2 separate regions of the Mus musculus genome follow, and region 2 is linked to region 1. The links are chromatin contacts, called in public HiChIP or PLAC-seq maps. All regions are on one chromosome and are shown on one strand. Each heading gives the region's core, a stretch centred on a gene start, on an enhancer-like site or on the middle of the called end of the contact. The rest is flanking DNA. Distances are from core to core; before and after follow the strand shown. Region 1 has its middle 8.0 kb from the start of Tmem236. Region 2 overlaps Cacnb2 (calcium channel, voltage-dependent, beta 2 subunit).

The links. HiChIP or PLAC-seq counts read pairs in DNA pulled down with a chosen protein or histone mark.
Region 2: a contact with region 1 is called in an HNF4G HiChIP or PLAC-seq map of pancreatic cancer cells. The contact joins two enhancer-like sites. A contact is called at or near these places in 5 of 39 promoter capture datasets (the 3T3-L1 cell line, cranial neural crest, hippocampal neurons and 2 more) and 1 of 115 datasets of contacts at active chromatin or transcription factors (pancreatic cancer cells).

The regions. Positions count from the first base shown.
Region 1 is chr2:14,163,011-14,170,010 of GRCm38.p6, reverse strand. No RefSeq gene overlaps it. Among named protein-coding and RNA genes, the nearest start is that of Tmem236, 8.0 kb to the left of the region's middle. Within about 2 kb of position 4,185, at least 99 of the 459 cell types and tissues checked have an H3K27ac peak or open chromatin away from gene starts, as enhancers often do. A contact at or near this core is called in pancreatic cancer cells, where this site is marked.
Region 2 is chr2:14,649,553-14,655,776 of GRCm38.p6, reverse strand. All of the region lies in intron 2 of Cacnb2 (calcium channel, voltage-dependent, beta 2 subunit), which reads right to left. Among named protein-coding and RNA genes, the nearest start is that of Gm32741, 48 kb to the right of the region's middle. Within about 2 kb of position 4,251, at least 22 of the 459 cell types and tissues checked have an H3K27ac peak or open chromatin away from gene starts, as enhancers often do. A contact at or near this core is called in pancreatic cancer cells, where this site is marked.

The DNA.
Region 1 (7,000 bases), core at 2,936-5,435:
GATCATGATGGATATTCGTTTTGATGTGTTCTTAGACTCAATTAGCAAGAATTTTATTATTTTTGCATCGATATTCATGAGGGAAATTGGTCTGAAGTTCTCTTTCTTGGGTCGTTGTGTGGTTTAGGTATCAGAGTAATTGTGGCTTCATAGAACGAGTTGGGTAGAGTACCTTCTGTTTCTATTTTGTGGAATAGTTTGAGAAGTATTGGTATTAGGTCATCTTTGAAGATCTGATAGAACTCTGGACTAAACCCATCTGATCCTGGGGGGTTTTGGTTGGGAGACTATTGGTGACTGTTTCTATTTCTTTAGGAGATATGGGACTGTTTAGATCATTTTTCTGATCCTGATTTAACTTGGAACCTGGTATCTGTCTAGAAAATTGTCCATTTCATCCAGATTTTCTAGTTTTGTTGAATACAGGCTTTTGTAGTAGGATCTGATGATTTTTTTTTTTTTTTTTTTTAGATTTCCTCAGTTTCTGTTGTTATGTCTCTCTTTTCATTTCTGATTTTATTAATTTGGGTACTGTCTCTGTGCCCTCTGGTTAGTCTGGCTAAGGGTTTATCTACCTTGCCGATTTTCTCAAAGAACCAGCTCCTGGTTTGGTTGATTCTTTGCTTAGTTCTTTTTGTTCCTACTTGGTTGATTTCAGCCCTGAGTTTGATTATTTCCTACTGTCGACTTCTCATGGGTGTATTTGCTTCTTTTGATTATAGCTCTCTCCTGGCAGTATTTGTGTATGTAGCTCTGTGGCACAGGATCAGCTCTGAGCACAGATGGAGATCAGAAGACTCCTGTCCCAGGCAGCCTCTGGTCCTGTGTCCTGAGGGTTCTGGATGGTTCCTCTGAGCAGTAGTGATGGTCCTACCTGCACTCACTCACAGGCCTGTTCACACTCCTGGGAGGCTCGCTCTCTCCTAGCACTCTTTGGGTATGGAGCCCTGTGGCAGAGGATCCCTGGAAACACTAACAAACTTGTGGTGAGGAGTCTCTCATCTTACAGCTTACAGTTCATCATGGTCAGGGCAGCAACAGAAAGCAAGGAATCAGGAGGAAGGAATTGAAGCAGAAACCATGGAAGAATGTGGAAAAATGTTCCTTTATTGGCTTGGGCTCCAGGCTCATGTTCAGCTACCCTTTCTTATTCTTCTCAAGACCACTTGCCCAGAGGTGGCACCACCCACAATGGGCCAGACTTTCCCATATCAATCATTAATCCACAAAATGTCCCACAGACTTGTCTACCTGTGAAGAGTAGAGAAAGCCCTGAGTGTGTAAAGGCCTGAGTACATATGTTATTAACATGGCCATAGTCATTTCAAAGACCATAACCTCAGATCCCTGGGCAAATGGCAAAGGGTAAGGCTCAGAGAGATGGCTAGGCATGTCTTGTCCATATGTGGATGCTGCCACTGTATGCAGAGAATGTCCACCATAGCTTTTCTTCCATGACCCACTCCAGATATTTACAACCTGAAGACTGCTCCCCTAAAAGTCAGCTCCTACTTTTATTCAGCCATATGCAATAATCCTGCCTTCCTATTCAGTGTATATACTAAAGACACTTAGCTCCCTGGGTGCTATAGTCTCTCCTTCAGCAATCCCAGCAAATGATTCCAGCTCTTCTATATCCTTGAGTCCATGTGTCCATCACTTTTTCATTCCTCTGCTGCCCTGGTAAGGTCAATCACTGGAAGCCATGTAAGAACTCAGCCCCTACACACTAATATGATGAAAGCATTTTCTCAATTGATGACCCAGTTTGTTCCAAGCTGGAAAAAAAAAAAAAAAAAAAAAAAACCAGCATAGGAAGGATTGGGTAAGCTGGAAGGGCCATTATTTTTAGAAGAATTAAAACAAGTTTAACTAACTGTATACTCACACTACCCCTGACACATTGTCAATTATTTAATAACTGATGGTTAATTTGATTATCAATTTGACAGGATCTAGAAAAACCTAGGAGGTAAACCTCTGGGTGTAGTTATGTGAAACTGTCTTGATGATTAGTCTCTGGCCATGCCTACATTGGTTTGGTAGTTTGAATAAGAATGCCCCCCATAGAGTCATTTGAATGCTGAGGGAGTGGCATTAGGAGGTGTGGCCTCATTAGGATAGGTATGCCCTTTTTGGAGGAAGTGTATCAGTGGGGGTAGGCTTGGGGGTTTCAAATGCCCAAGCCAGGACCAGTGGCTCTCTCTCTCTCTCTTCTTGATGCCTGCCAATCCAGAGGTAGAATTCTCAGTTCCTTCTCCAGCACCATGCCTGCCTGCATGCTGCATGTTTCTAGCCATAATAATACAGACTAAACCTCTGAACCTGAAAGCCAGCCCCAAATAAATGCTTTCATTTATAATAGTTCGCTGTGATCATGGTGTTTCTTCACAGCAATAACAATCCTAACTAAGACAAACAGATTATCTCAATTAAGCTTAATGAGGTAGGAAAACCTGCCTATTATGTACCATGCCATCCAGGGTGCCAGACTCAATATGATGAGAAAGCCAGCTGACCATAGCAGTCATTTCTCTCTGCTTCCTGATTGTGAATGGAATGTGACAGCTGTCTCAAGTTCCTGCCACCATAGCTTTATATCTGTGGTGGCCAATATCCTCAAATTGTGAGCCAAAAGAAACCCTTTCCCTCTTAAGCTGTTTCAACCAACGTGTTTATCACAGCAACAAAGAAATTAGCTAAGACAACAAGTATGTGAGTAACTGAGCATAGTCCAGATACAGAGGGAACAGAAGAGTCAGTAAAAGGATGATGTTAATCCAGAGAGTGATAAGAAGTAAGAGGACCAAGAAACACCCACTCAAGTGCTGCCTCAACTGCTCATATGAACCCTTACAAAAGGGACTCACTGTTCTTTACACGTTTGTTCACATGTACATGTGCACATCGTATACACACACACACACACACTGCTCACTATGAGCATTAAGAAAAAGAAGCAAAACTTAAATGTAATGGATAAAGAACCTTCAGAACTGACACATGCGAAAGGCTGATGTTTCATAAGAAAACACAACATTGAAAAAACGTGTAGAAGTGCAAGGCCATTCTCTGAGGTAGGTCTGGACCTCGACTGCTCTTCCTCCTGACTTAGAGCAGGCTCTGCTTAGTGCTGCAGAGTTATCTTTGCCTGAGGGAATGGAAAGGCATCTCCTTTGAAATGCCTTTGTTGTAAGACTGTCGGGGAGGCCAACAGAGCTGAGAGGAGATAGAAGCAGTAAGGTGCAGACACTGGTTAACTCTTGGGAACACAACCTCATCTTTGCTTTAAATTGTTGTAGTTTTAGATATTCATATAAATTTAAAATTTAGAAAGATATTCATCAAACTAATACCATTGTGTCTGGGAAATGGGGGAGAGCAGTATTCGAGGGAGATAATAATAATAAACCTTTTCATTAGTATTGCCATTATCTAAATGGTTCATAAATCTAAAAATTTAGAAGATAATTTTAGATTCAGAAAAATGTATTTTAAAATCAGTGCAAGTGGGCAGGAGAGATGGCCCAACAGTTAGGAGTGCTTGCTGCTCTTGTGAAGATCTTGGGTTTGATTCTCATCACCCACATGACTCATAGCGACTCGAGTTTCAGGGGATTTGACACCCTCTTCTGGACTCCAAAGAAACAAGGTATGCATTGCTACACAAGCATACACTTCAGCCAAACACTCATACGTATAAAACAAAGATAACTTTAAAATAATTATTGCAATTACATTAAAAGTATATATATATATATATATATATATACATGCTTTCATTTACTAATTTACTTCCCTCACTTCTCCTTGGGCAGAAGCTAGACAAACAGATTTCACTTCCACTTAACCTCTGAGTGGAAATATTAAACAGAAGCAAAGAGCCACACAGCCAACATTAAGCAGGACAAAGGCATGGAGACCACCTCCTGGATTGAGCTGGTTGCTGGGTTGCTCTTGTAGAGGAGTTGAGACATGTCACAGGCATCCTGCAGCAGAGCTCACTATAAGTACTTTCTCCTGCCCAGCCTTTCTCAAGGCACTTTCTCCAAGAAGAATGCAGCAGTACCTCCTGTGTGCCAGACGCTGTTGGAAACCCTCTCTGCTCACAGCTATAGCTATCTACATCCTGGTTTGCAGGCTGGATCTCCAGGAAGTCCATACACTCCTTGAAAGCAGGAAACATCTGCCCTAAGCTTTGAGTCATCATTTCTCTGCACAGGGCCCAGCACAGCACGGGCTCTTAGCACACATTTGTGGGAGGGATGAGTGAGGACATGAAGGGGAGCACAGAGCAGCTCCAGAAGACACAGCCTTCAGTCATGGCTGAGGGCTCCTTTATTCCAAGGGAATGCTGTTCCTCACACTGCAAGAGAAATCAATAGAGAACCATCTGTCCTGTGTAATGGACTCACTCAGACCACAGGCTTGTTTATTTGCTTGGTCATACTTACACCTCCTATGTCTCCTTCCTCCATTGCAAGGCTCTTTAGAGTCCCAAGGCCAGAGAGGGAAGACAAAATCATGGGGTGGGGGTGGGGGGTGGGTTTACACAAATAATTTCATGCCTAGTGTTAGACACTGACAAGCTTCATAGATGCCAATACTATGGTGTCTCTCAAATTTTCCCAGCATGTGTGCCCTCAAAAACAGATGTGAGCACTAACAAAGGTGCCCAGGAGAGAACTGCCTGGTGCTTATCTGGCCCAAGACACAAGCTCCAGTGATTTTAGCCTTCACCTTCTATTGTCTCATTGGCCCGAATTATAACTAATAGATTAGCAGGCAGGGAAAATATCTGAAAGAGCCACCAGCTCGCTTGGCAGCAGAAAAGAATACCATTATGATAACACTAAGCTATGAGGAGGAAACAATGCCAGGGCTGGATTTGGAGAGAGTCATGGGGAGATGCAAGAGGGCTTCACAAACCCTCCAACTGTTTACCAAAGTCCTGATGCCTTCCCTCCTAAGTTCCCTGACGAATCTGCCATGCAACTGCACCAAAGCAACCTGAAGGCATGCAAAGGCCATTTTCAAATCTCCCAAATGCTTTATTTGAAAGAGTCCAACACGGATCTGAGAGGCTTGTGATGTGCCTCAGTCTGCACTCGCCTGCCAGGCAGGGAGTCAGAACTTCCTGACAGGGAACACATTTGGTCTCTGAAGCTGGATCTGTGGTGGAATGGCTGGCCCCTGTGGTTTTGAATTCACTTCCATGTAGGACTGTTGATGCAGTGCTTTTTATTTTAGTAAGCAGAAGATATCATTCCGGCCAGAGAAGCACCTGTTGTCCACACTGCCAACTGCCATTTCCTTCCTACAGGCAGGAAGTCAAAAACTGAAAGTCTCTAAAATTGTCAGCGAGAGCATTTGTAATCTAGAGGTTCATTCATTGTTTTCAGCAGAAGGTCTGGGAAATAAAATGGACAAACTGCCAAGAATGTTCTGGAGTTGGCTTCCTGAGATCACATGGTGTTGAGGTGCATAAAGTCAGAGATGGTAACAGTGACACTTCTCTTGGATCACGCTGGATCTGCAGAGCCTGGGGAAGAGGTGGAAACAAGGTCCTGGGCCTAATTTACAATTTCTAAAGCTTGCTGAGCCTCATAAGCAGGTGTGACCAAATAAATCACTAGAAGTCATTGCAATAAGCTCATGACCCCATGCGCTCTCTGCCCTCCACTGATGTTATGCTCTCAGAGTTTACACTATCCTAAATTTAGTATGTGATCATGCATAGCTTCATCTGTTCAGGTAGCAAATAACCTTAGCCTTTGTATAAAGCCAGAGCAATGCCATAGTCCCTTTGGAAGCCCTTTCCTAATGGACTCTTCCTGAAGTAAAAAAAAAAAAAAAAAAAAAAAAAATGCAAAGAAAGCCTTGATATTTTTAAATGATCTCCTTTCATGATGCCATAGGTCTTAAAGGAGAAAACTAAAACAACATCTTCCCATCTCTCCATATAACCCCTCACCACTGCAAAGGATGGCTGCTCAAGACTATGAAACACAAGAGCAAAGGGAAAAAAATGAAGAAAGAAAGAGAAAAAGGAAGGAAGGAAGGAAGGAAGGAAGGAAGGAAGGAAGGAAGGAAGGAAGGCAGGGAAGGAAGGAAGTTAAATGTTGCTTTTCAGGAGATGACAATGACCCAAGTTCACCTTTTATGACTTCAGAGTGATGGATTTAGTCAATTGAAACTTACCTAAATGTGCTTGCATCCCTCATCAATTAACATGAGTTCACTCCCAAATTCATAAGCTTGAGTTTTCCAAACTCCCACAGTTGAGGACTTAATTGGTCCAATTTTTGTTCAAGCTTAAAATCTTGAAAGCACTCAGTAGGATTGACCATAGACTCAGAAAACATGCAGTCAACTTGACTGATGTATTTGAAACAATTTCAAAGCAGTCTGCCTATGAAGCAATGCTCCCTAAGTGGCACATGTTTGGTTTCTGGCTAAGGCTGGCTTTAGAGTTGATCCTCTAAAAATAGGCCTTTGTAAAAACGAAGGTTCTAGGAAATAATCTAACTCAGATTTTGAACACATGTACAAGTCCCTGAGTTTACACTTTAGCACTGGAAAAAAAAACTAAAATAAAACTTAAAATTATATAATAAAAGTTAGTCTAAAGCTGTGAGTCTTATGGAAATAAGATAGAGATGAGAGATAGAGTTTCACCTCTCTATGTAAACCTGGCACACTGATATCAGTGGACATTGGATCGGATAACTCAGAGCCACACCCCAAGGACCATTTCCTCTTCACCTTCTCAGACAAGTCCTACTTCTTCCCCCTTTAAGTCCTTCAGATGAGGATAAAGGCTTCAGTCCAAGCTCTAATTAGGGATTGAAGTATCCTCACTTGGGCCTTCCTTCTTGTTACACTTCTTATGATTCATGGGTAGTATTCTACGTTTTCTGTACTTTTTGGCTAATATTCACTAATCAATGAATACATACCATGCATACCCTTTGGGGCCTGAGTTACCTTACTCAGGATG
Region 2 (6,224 bases), core at 3,002-5,501, 490 kb before region 1:
TAACTTGAAGTCAGTGGTAGAGGTGACTTGAACCCAGGTCTCTCTGAGTCTCTAAGCTTAACACTTTTACCACCATAACCTTTGTTGCCTATGTTGTTTACAAGATGAAAAGATGGAGAGATGGATGCCCAGAGAGAAAAGTACACATATGCATCCATAGGAAAGCAACTCCAAGTGAGGTCTCTTTAGCCAGAGGATGCTTGGCTTCTATACCAGTCGGGATGATCTTTACGGTTACTCTTACACAAGAACAAGTCACTATATCTTAGCCAGGCTACATCATGTTGTCTTCCAACTTCACCTTTATTGTGTTGCCAGACTAAGTTTTTTACTAGCTCCTTTCATCTACCCAAGCTCACTTTGTCTTCTCTTTCAGAGATCCAGAGCAACAAGCTACTACCTCCAAAACAGAAAGTAATCTAACAGTGAACTGTTGAGTAGTGTGTGGCTGAAAGAGCCTTTTAACGAAATAGCATTTAAAACACATTTATTTTCAACTCTATGTGTAGAAGGGTTTTGTCTGCATGTGTGTCTGTGAACCATGTGTGTGCCTGGTGCCTGAGGACAGAAGAGGGCATTGGATACCTTAGGACTGGAGCTAAAGACAGTCATAGCTGCCATGTCATCTCTCCAGCCCACAAAGAACATTTTAATCACTCTTTTCAGCTGTGTAATACAAGATTCTGTCACTTGTTAAAGAAATGTTGAGAATCAAAAGCATATGCAAAGATAGAGATCTTGAAATTCCTCCTCTTTTGCACGCATGCATGTGCGCGCACGCGCGCGCGCGCGTGTGTGTGTGTGTGTGTGTGTGTGTGTGTGTGTGTTGCTGGGGTTTTGTGGAGACATTTGAAAAAACATGATACTAGCAAGTAAGGAGGACCATATAGATAAACCGCCTAGACTAGTGGTTAAGTACAAAGCAACAGAACAGTAACTCTCCTGGTGGGCCACCAAAGTCTGTTCATTCCATAGCTGGTGACCAAGCTCAACTCACTGCACATCTGGCAGTTTTGTCCTACAGAAGCTAAGTGCTTATCCCCTTGCATAGAGCCAGCATGTAGGTCAGGGAGGGAATCTGATACAGGAATCACAGATGTCCTGCAAAACCCAGTGAGGATGCTCCAGGTGGCTTTTGCCTTAGGAATTAGGATATGAGGAGACAGTTTCCAGATGTTACTAACCCACTGCCCCATCTGCCTTGTGTATGCTTTAATATGACTTCATTTACAAAACTAGACAGTGAGTACATTTGTTTTGTGGGCTAGCTTGCCTATCTTTGTCTCTTATCTGGTTTATTTATCTATTCTTGTTTTCTTTATGTATCCTTTGAAAATATTATACATGTAAACAATGTATTTTGGTCATACACCCCTAAGCCCAGTCTCTAACCTCTCCTAGGCTGCAAATACCTCCCTCCCAACATCTTATCATCTCCTTTCTTTTTTATTTTCCATTTATCATTGATTTATCTTTTAAACAGTCCATATCTCAGATTATAGAAACAACCAGGAACTGTCACTGGAAATTATGAAATAAAAATAATTGCAAAAATTGTGAATTCAATAGTTTTAAGTGTTTTTTTAATCATATATAACACTAGCAAATTTTTCAGTTAAGTTAAAAAATATTATTAAGGAAAGTAATAGAACAAGCTAACCTGAATAGAGACAATACTGTACAACCAAAATAGCACTGAAAACATTCCTAATGAAAACAAGCCAAGCAAACAAAAAACAAAACAAAACAACAAAAACAACCCAAAGGGCTTGTTTTTTAGGATTTTAAATTTTGTTTTGTTTTACCCTAAAGCATTTTGCTCTTTTATGTGTCATTCCAAGCAAACTTCAAACTTCCCTCTTTTATTAATGGAATGAGGCATATTCAAATTTCAATCAAGTTACACGTCTTCAAGATTGTAACAAGCGTACCTTTGAAAGTCAGCAGCATGTAGTAGGTAGAACTTGGATCAAGGAGGTTGTGAGTTCTTGGGAAAGACATCTTGCCCTGACTCTGCCCTTTATCTCTTTGCTTCCCTTTGCCAAAGGTGAGCCACTGAACACCATGTGCTACCTGCTGTGGTGTCCACCCATGCCATGGGCTCACAGCAATGGCACTGGCCTACCATGGATTGGAAACAGAAACCATAGCCAATGTAATAAACTTTTCCCCCTGGAAGCTGATCTCTTCCCCCCCTCCCCCCCAAGGTATTTTGTCACAGCAATGGATGCTGGTCAATAGCAGTATATAGCTTGTCTCTTTATTAGGACATACACACTGAAGGGAGGGACTGTTGTAATTCATTGTTGTGATGTCCAGGATCTTGAACAGTTTTGGGGTTGTAGAATTTCCCAGCAAGTATGGACAGGCCTCAAGCAGGAGCATCCATTAGCAGAGATATAAAAGAAGGTTTGGCTCGGGCTAGAAGTAGTAGTACTGATAGCCAGCCCTTCCTTGCCAAACAGAACCCCAAAATGTATTCAGGCTTCCCATCATGTTCTGTAAGAGACCCTACTTTACATGACTATATTTTTATGTCTCAGTGGAATTCCATCTCTGTGTCTTTTGTCTGGAACACAAGTCTAGCTGGATCTGTTTGAACATTGTTTGTTTTCTGACCTGGAGAATGAATCTGGACCAGTCAAGTGACCCAGCTCATATTAATGAAACACAAAGAGAACAGGTTTCTAGAAACATCCAGGCAGAGAATCTTCTTTAAGTAGACTTTAGATGTCGTTGCTGAATCTGAGAATCTGGATTCCCATCAGCCAGAGGGAGACAGAGCCAGGAGAATGACAAGGAGGGCTGCTGGATCCTTTGCTGGGAGCGTGTCTCACAGTCTGCTTCATCTCTGGACTAGCATTTCTGTCAGCTAATAAAATCCCCGTTGCTTATGCCAGCTTGAGCTGGTCTTTCTGTTCCATGCAGGCAAAAGCATTCCTACTGATATACCTTAAGCATGAACTAAGAATAAAAGTCTGGAGTGGGTTATGAGCATAGGCAGAGCATGAATTTGGGAAGGAAGGGATTTGCTTATTCAGTAAACATTTACTGAGTGATCCCAGGTGCCAGGTGCACATGCTCATGATGAAAGCACAAAAGGAGCAACATGCCACAGGCTGATCAGTAACGAGCCCTGGTCCTGACAACCATCAACTGAGGTCATGACTCTCTACTGCCTATAAGACCAAGGGATCACATAGTACCCTGAGGGATAAAAAATGAAGGAGGAGTGGGATGAGGGAGACAGAAAGAGGCAGAGAAGAGAAGCAAGGGAGGGAAAAAGGAGGGGGAGAAATGTTCCATGAAGCAACCTAATAACACAGCAAGAAACACTTAAGATAGGATAGAATCAATAGACTCTACTAAAATAATCAGAAAGACAGAATATTGGTCATTTAAATATTGTTTGAAGGATGAGTATTATAAAGCCTTTCCTAAACAATTCTAGAAGCAAAGAAGGGCACGCATATTAAAGATATTGTATTATAGTGTCCTCCTTAGAAGGCAGACCAATTTACTTTAGATACCAGGGGCAACAAATGACAGCTGGACAGCAAAGACTTGCTTTAATAAAGCAATGTCCCACAGATGCCCAAATATTTTGTTGTTCTTGTATTTGGCCTGTGCAACTACACAGCTTCGTATAGGAGGGGAAGGAAATCCTGGGACCACTTTGAAACACACAATTTACAAATGGTTGGCTACACACAATTTCTGAGTCCCTCTGTTACATCCGTACAAAAGGATGGGTTTGCTAATAGCATTCTCTTGATAGGTAATACTAAGGGTCCAATAAGATAAGGTATACAAAGTATATGCAAAAACCACTGCTGGAACTGAGTAAGGGTTAAGCTCTACCCAGATCAGCTACTAATCGGATTGTAAATAAGAGGAGATAGAAATAAGAGAGGTTTGAAAAGCCCTTGGAGAGGTACAGATTAAAATTTACTTTTAAGAATGCAGATATAATATCGTATTCACAGACACAAAGGGTAGATGCTCAGGGTAAATACAGGCTCACAGAAGTCCACAGAATAGCAGGGACTTCTGAGTTCTTTTGGATCATCAGATTAGGATGAAACTTGCCAGTCTCAGCTTTGACTGCCACACGGAGAAGGTGGGTAGCACAGCTTCTCACCAAGGGTAGGGGTCACACTAAGAAGGAGCCCCCTCTGCCCATCACAGTCCATGCAGATTCCAGTCTTGTAACACTGGCTTGAAGGACTGCTGTGTGTCCTACTGGCCAGGAGCCAGCAGCTCATAATCCACACTCTTTTGATGAGTGGAATGCAGTTATGAGGCATTCACTAAGGGCTGAGACACAGTCTGTAACCACAGAACATAGTCAATTTAGCTCTCCTCCCTGCTCCCTACCCTGAACTTGAACCAGAGATCTGGCCTTCCTGGCCCCGCTTTGTAGACTGAAGATATGAATCATCCCAGATCCTCTCTATCAGCCAGGGTGGGTCAACTTGTGCTTGTAAACTTGTCCTGGGGAGCCTTTCCTCAGTTGGAATGAGGGATGGTGCTGGGTGCTTCCGTTTGAAGCCCCAAATCTATTCTGCCCTGTTTACATTGGAACATCTTCTGTGGCATTTAAAGTCTCAAAATATGTAGTTTCATATAAACTTACTAGACGGGCTAACAACTGTTTAATGACTGCCTAAAATAACTGAAGTGAAAAAGAGCAAACTCCCAAAAGTATTCCCGAGACAGTCTTGAACTCTCCTTCAAAATAGCTGGATATTTAAAGAAATGTTTTCATTATTCTCAGCCGTTTTTTTTTTTTTTTTAATTCAAGGGGGAAAAATTAGAGACCATACACATAGCAAGAATGCACTTGAATGCATTTCTTTAAATGCTGAATAAAAGCTAACATTTTTAAACCAGACATTATTTCTGAAACAAACTTTTGACAAATTGGACATCATGACCAGCATCAAGTGATCTAAACTGCTTTTCACTCTACCAAGTAGAGCTGCTAAAACCATAATTGTGGGTGCTTCATTTGACAAAATACAAACAGCATAGAACCATCGAAGACCTGCTGAGACACTATCCACACCTGACAGACATTAGGCAAGAAATATTTCATCTGGATGCCACTAATTTTACAAAATATATTCTACCTTCCTATGGCTTGCATCACAAAGAAGAGATATGAGATAAGTCCAAATGTCCCTCTAGCAAGAGGCTCATAGGCTCCTTAAGTATGTGTAAAATTCAGTTTGGAAATTGGAAAAACTTTACAGTATCGTTAACATAACTTTTCTCAGGCATTGAAAAAAATCACAGCATCCTCCTCTAGGATTCAGGGAGTGTTGATTTATATGACCCATGGGGTCAAAACACATCATGAAAATAAAGTCCATTTTATGAGACAAGTCACAGGAATAAGTTCAATATTTTCAAGGTTGTCTTGACCAGTCTCCATTATCAAAATCTGAGGTTATAATCACCTATTGGCATGTGTGCTTGGTCACCCAAGTAAAAGAATTTGCTTACACACTTCCACATAATAAGGATAAGAATGATTTAAGGTCATGGTAAAGGTATGATGTGAGGGTCAGCGCTAACACAGTTCCAGATAGTCAGTGGGCAGCATGAAGCTGTTAAAATATTTAGAGAAGTCAGGCTGGTGCCTACCTTGAGCTTTCACTCCTTCATGATACATGAAGGTACTCTGTACGCTACCAACCCAGCTACAACATCTTTAATCCACAATGATGACCTGACTGTAAGATGTGCCAGAGAAATGTTGGCACAGAGCTTGTGCACATAACCAACCAATATCTGATTAGATTTAAGGCTCACTCCTTGAGATGAAAGCCATCCTAAACATGACTGGGTGGCCACAAACCAGAAGGACCTGAGGGAAAAAACAAATACTCCTGTTCTAGCAAAAAGTCCCCCAATAACATTCTGCTATACTAATAGATCAGTTCTCACTCAGATATCATTTGGAGAAACATTCTACTTCAGTAGATGGGAACAAAGTCAGGGATCCACAGCTGGACAATGTGCAGAGAGTAAGAGACCTTGGAACATTCAATCCGAAATGAGATGTCTCATCAATTCCTTCATCTCAGGACTGAGAGAACTCTGCAAAAGAGGAGGTGGAAGTAGTTTAAGAGCCAGAGGGAGTGGAGGACACAAGGCCTTCTAAATACAGCAGGACAGACACACAGACACTCAAAGAGCCTGTGGCAGCATGCACAAGG